Linked DNA regions of Mus musculus: region 2 is linked to region 1. A link is a contact called in public capture Hi-C data. All regions are on one chromosome and are shown on one strand. Each heading gives the region's core, a stretch centred on a gene start, on an enhancer-like site or on the middle of the called end of the contact. The rest is flanking DNA. Distances are from core to core; before and after follow the strand shown.

Region 1 (2,740 bases), core at 82-2,581:
ATTGATTGATTGATTGATTGATTTAATGTGACCACACTGTCACTCTCTTCAGACACACCAGAAGAGGGCATCAGATCCTATTACAGATGGTTGTGAGCCACCATGTGGTTGCTGGGATTTGAACTCACGTCCTCTGGAAGAGCAGTAAGCTCCCTTAACCACTGAGCCATCTCTTCAGCCCTGGCTTTTTTTTTTTTTTTTTTTTTAAAGAGGCTAGGACTGACTAGGGGCTGGTGAGATGGCTCAGTGGTTAAGAGCACCAACTGCTCTTCCAGAGGTCCTGAGTTCAAATCCCAGCAACCACATGGTGGCTCACAACCATCCATAATGAGATCTGACGCCCTCTTCTGGTGTGTCTGAAGTTAGCTACAGTGTACTTATGTATAATAATAAATAAATCTTAGGGCTAGAGCAAGCAGGGACTGAGCGAGTAGAGTTGACCAGAGCAAGTGGGGCCAACCGCAGAGAGCAGGGTTGAATGGAGCAAGCAGAGGTCCTAAAATGCAATTCCCAACAGCCACAGGAAGGCTCACAACAATCCGTACAGCTGCAGTGTACTCACATACATAAAATAAAATAAATAAATCTTTAAAAAAAAAAGAGGACTAAAGGTACAGTCCTGTAAGTGTCTATGTGGTGGACCGTTAATGAGCCAGAGGTAAGGCGCAGAAAGCGCCTTCATGCATGAGGTGTTTGAAGCTCGAGCTGGGGATTCTGTGGTAGAGACATAGCTCTGCCTACATCTTGTTGCTAAGGAGATTCTTGGGTTACTCATGCCCACAGGCAAAGCTCCTACCCACCTCTCCCTTTCTGGATGTTCCCTGGTAGATGTGGACCTCAGCTACATAAATCCACTTAGCCCCTGATCAGCCTGGTGTCTCGGCACCCCCAGATTATACCTGGGTAGGGCTGCCATTACGTAGTAGGTTGCTGTGCTGCATGCAGCTCCACAGGGCCCAGTGAAGAGAGGCAGTGCAGCTTTAGGAGACCCGAGTCCAGAGAAGGCCTTTCTCAGACCATCCCTCTAGTTAGAGGTAAGGACAAGAAATGAAGCCACCTTGGGATAGGTACCACCTTAGTCCCCCGAAAGCCGCCTCTGCACAAAGCTAAGAGCTCCTGGGGTCTGGCATCACTGCCAGGGACTCTCCGGTTCCCCAAAACGTCGATGGAGCAATGTTTACAATGAGCCATACAGGTTGGCGGCCCGGGCACATTCCCACTGCCTTCTAAGCAAATGTGGGGGCCACTGAGCAGGGGCTCTGAGAAGCCCGGAGGCTCCTTTCTGCTGGCTTTGGAAACATCTAAGTGTACCCCAGCCAGGCACTAACCAGGACCTGCTGTGAGCTGACGTCAAGACAGAGGCCCCTGGGAGGCCCGGCTTTGATGTTTCCCAGGCCATGTCATAGGGGTGCGGAATGGCGGGGGCTCTGAGTGGCAGTCTGGGAATGCTGCGGCTCTGGTCACAGCTCTAGAGAAGCATAGTCCTGATCCCAGGAGGGGATGTGGAAAGCTGGGGGTTGGGGCTGAGCCGTGTCCCTCAGAGTTACATAGGCTCTTCTCAGGTTTCTGCAGCAGGTGGTCTGGGGCTCCTGTACCCTCAGGGCCTATCCCGTTGTCCCACCCACCATCTGGTTGTTCTCTGCTCGTCTGTCTAGGCTTTAGCACATCCCAGAGCTTTGGCGTGAGGAGAGTTGTCTAATATTCTGAGGGTTTGAATCCTTGCGCAGGAAGAGAGTTCCTGGGCTTAACAGTAGTTGCCTCTTACCAAAGGTGAATTCCGGTCAAGGCCTTTCACACACACAGAGCTGCATTGTGGCTCACAAGATCTTCCTGTGGGAAGAACACGGAGCATGACAGGATCAGACTTGGCTCTGTCTGAAGCTGAACACACTCTAATACATCCTTAAAAATAAAATAAGCCAGCCGGGCGGTGGTGGCACACGCCTTTAATCCCAGCACTTGGGAGGCAGAGGCAGGCGGATTTCTGAGGTCGAGGCCAGCCTGCTCTACAAAGTGAGTTCCAGGACAGCCAGAGCTATACAGAGAAACCCTGTCTTGAAAAACCAAAAAAAAAAAAAAAAAAAAAAAAGCCTTTAAGGGAATAAAAAAACCCACACATGCAATCACGTTGCCCACCCCCACCCCCCAACATTTTTTTTCATCCGTTTAACCAGTGAGATGGTTAAACCTCTGGCCCTTACCATCACACTTGGTGAATAAGCCAAGTTCAATTCCTAGAACCCATATGGTGGAAGGGGAGAACCAACTCTTAACAAATTATCCTCAGATAGGCAATCTGCCTACAGAAGACCTGAGTTCAATCCCCAGAGCCCACATGGAGTGGTATCTGAGGTTGACCTCTGACCTCTCCATACGTGTGCACACATGGATGCATACGTACACACTTGTTTTGTTTTGTTTTTTAAGACTCATGTGTTTTAAGCAAGTTTACAATCTTGGGTTCGACTGTATTCATCCTATTCTGAGCAGCAAGTTGGACACCCTGACTGTCATAGGTGATGTCTCTGCTCTTTGGTGAACATCCTGGAGTTATGGGTTGAGGGTCCCAAGATTTGCAGAGGACCGTGGAGTAGAGCTGATTCTGCCAGCCACAGGTGGAAGTGGGCAAACGCGCCTGATGCCAAAGCCACCCTAGACATGAATTTTTCTTCAGGTCACCCAGTGTTCTCTGAGTGTCTTTGTGAGCCTGGTATTGTCTGTGGGAGGCAGGTCTGCCACA
Region 2 (2,700 bases), core at 79-2,578, 100 kb before region 1:
GAATCTGTGCGTGCCCACTTAACTGTCACTGCAGTCCCCCAGGATCTCTCCCTTGTCACCCCCATTTGATAGAAGAACTGGAGGCTCGGAGGGAACAGCGTTGCTCTGTGAATGAGAGGCAGAGCTGAGGTTCGTGGGCTAAATGATGCTTTGTTTCTGAGATTTGAAGGAGGATCCTAGGATGAAAAGTGGCTTTGAGATGTCAGGTGAGACTCTGTGTCCTGCCTCTGCAGTGAAGATCTTCTCTGGTCTGACTCTGGAGAAATGGACTCTTGTTTTTTGTTTGTTTGTTTGTTTTTTCGAGACAGGGTTTCTCTGTATAGCCCTGGCTGTCCTGGAACTCACTTTGTAGACCAGGCTGGCCTCGAACTCAGAAATCCGCCTGCCTCTGCCTCCTGAGTGCTGGGATCAAAGGTGTGCGCCACCATGCCCGGCCCTTGGTTTTGTTTTTTTAGTGTTTTTTTTTTTTTTTTTTTTCTGAGACAGGGTTTTTCTATGCATCCCTGACTGTCCTGGAACTCACTCTGTAGACCAGGCTGGCCTCGAACTCAGAAATCCACCTGCCTCTGCCTCCCAAGTGCTGGGATTAAAGGCATGCGCCACCACTGCCCAGCAGAAATGGACACTTTAGCATACTGTTGTCCTGAGTTCTGGGTGCAGGGACGGAGGAAGGGAGGATGGTCCAGTCTCCCACTTCAGCTCCAAGGCCACAGTTGTTATCCTCAAACCTCTGTGAGTTTGAGGCCAGCTAGGGCTTAGAGAGACATTGTCTCAAAAACAAAACAGACCCACCAAAGTCTAAATTGAGCCAGGTGTTCTCATGCATGTCTGTTGTCCTACAATAGGCAGGATGATTGCTGTGAATTCAAGGCCAGCCTGGTCTGTACTTTCTAAGTTTTAACCTAGGCTATAGTGTGTGATTACTTAAAAACAAAATAAAATTTTGGCATCTCACATAGTTAAAAGCCAAAGTCCATAGCCTTTCTGGCTCCATTTTGTTTTTCTAGCATCTACCTCATTATTGGAAGTCCAGACTCCTGAACCAGAGCTTCTCTGTGACACAGGCCCCCCTACATGAGTTCCATTGTTCTCAACCTGCTCTATTGTCCTCTATTGTTTTTTGCTACTTAACTCAGCTTTATCCTCTAAGAGCTAAATCAAAACCCTTCAAGGATGGAATAGATGGATCATAGTTAAGACACACACACCCCTTAAAAATAAATCTTTTTTAAAGTCCCCTCTTGAGAGATGTCCTCCCTCATTCTTCCAGGCAGTTGGTAACCCATCCTCTGTTTCCACAGCCTTTGTGTTCACTGTACTGGCATCTCCATGGTACCATCAGCTGCTTCAGCGGCTGCCCCACCTACAGTCTCTGAGCTCTTTGAAGACAGGGGCCATGTCCTAGTCACCTTTCCTCTTTGATGCTGAGTGAGATGTTTAGAGAAGAAAGGGAGGATGGGAAGAATTAAACTCAGCTAGCCAGAGCTCCATTTGTCACAGTGGGAGAGGATGCCTCTATAGATCTCAGGGTTTAAACTAAAGCAGCCTTCAGTTATTAAACCAGTTAATTCATGATGCAGTAGATACAGCATGTAATCTGTGCTTTTTAAAAAATATTAATTTATGTATTTATTGTGTGTTTGCACAAAGGTCACAGGGCAACTTCTGTCCTTCTACCATTTGGGTCTTGGGGATTGCGCTTAGGTTGTCAGCCTTGGAGACAAATGCCTTTATCCACTGAGCCACCTCACTAGCCCTTATTAATTGTGTTTTGCACCGGAGTCTTGCTATGTAGTCCAGGTTGGTTTCAACCCACAGTGACATTTTCAGTTTTGTCTTCTGAGTGCTGGATTTATGGGTATAAACCACCACGTTTGGTTCTATCTGTGTACTTTGTAATTAATTTTGAGCTTTGGTCTTGTTTTGTAGCCTAGGCTTGCTGAAAACTCCATCCATCTGCCTTGGTCTCCTGCATACCCAGGAGTACAGGCATGTACCACTTTTTCTTCTAATTTTATGATCCATCTTCTTGTTAATATTTCTTAGAGTTGGGGGTAGGGAGGTAGCTTAGTTAGTAGAGCCTAGCATGCACAAAGCCCTGGGTTCTATACCCAGCGCCTCATACACTGATGTGGTGGCACACATACTCAGGAAGTAGAGGCTGGGAATCTGGGCACATGAAGGCCTCCTGGGGGCCATGTAGGTTTTGCAGTGGAAGGTACTTCAGGCCTCTGCAGAGTTTCAGAAGGCCTAGACAGGACAGAGTTCAGCAGGAACGCAGAATTGCTGGGTTGCCTTAGGTCAGGTATCCTTGTGGTGGCTGCAGTTGTCAGGGGGCTTGTGTGTCTTCTACCCACCCCAGGACAGTGGAGAGACATTAGAAGACACTGGAGGATTTAGAATAAATGACCCAGTGTGAAGTGAGTGGCTGCCACAGCCACACATTTGCTCTCTAACAAGCATGTGAAGGGGAGACAGACAAGAGATGCCCCCCTGGGCCTTGGCAGTCAGGGCCTTTGCTCTGGGCTGGCGTCTCTCAGTGGTTTCCTATACTGGGTCCTGCCAGTGGTCCTTTTGAAAGGAGAGCTGGGGCCAGGCCAGTGGCTCAGTCGATAAGCACAGGTGGGAGGGCAGATTCCATCCTTAGAGCCGTAGAGGACTGAGGAGGTGGAGTACTCCTGCAGTGCTTGTGAGCCTCAG

The links. Capture Hi-C pulls out chosen DNA fragments and counts their contacts.
Region 2: a contact with region 1 is called in a capture Hi-C map of embryonic stem cells, with 2.8 times the contacts expected there. The contact joins two enhancer-like sites. A contact is called at or near these places in 6 of 39 promoter capture datasets (embryonic stem cells, maxillary cranial neural crest and stem cell-derived epiblast-like cells), 2 of 484 Hi-C or Micro-C datasets (both in embryonic stem cells), 9 of 115 datasets of contacts at active chromatin or transcription factors (the HPC-7 cell line, the SCID.adh cell line, bone marrow-derived macrophages and 3 more) and 2 of 9 other capture datasets (adipose tissue and embryonic stem cells).

What each region holds. Positions count from the first base shown.
Region 1 is chr17:46,593,557-46,596,296 of GRCm38.p6, reverse strand. The region is part of intron 1 of Ptk7 (PTK7 protein tyrosine kinase 7); the gene reads left to right. Among named protein-coding and RNA genes, the nearest start is that of Ptk7, 35 kb to the left of the region's middle. Within about 2 kb of position 1,331, at least 51 of the 459 cell types and tissues checked have an H3K27ac peak or open chromatin away from gene starts, as enhancers often do. A contact at or near this core is called in embryonic stem cells, where this site is marked.
Region 2 is chr17:46,693,364-46,696,063 of GRCm38.p6, reverse strand. All of the region lies in intron 2 of Ppp2r5d (protein phosphatase 2, regulatory subunit B', delta), which reads left to right. Among named protein-coding and RNA genes, the nearest start is that of Ppp2r5d, 10 kb to the left of the region's middle. Within about 2 kb of position 1,328, at least 2 of the 459 cell types and tissues checked have an H3K27ac peak or open chromatin away from gene starts, as enhancers often do. A contact at or near this core is called in embryonic stem cells, where this site is marked.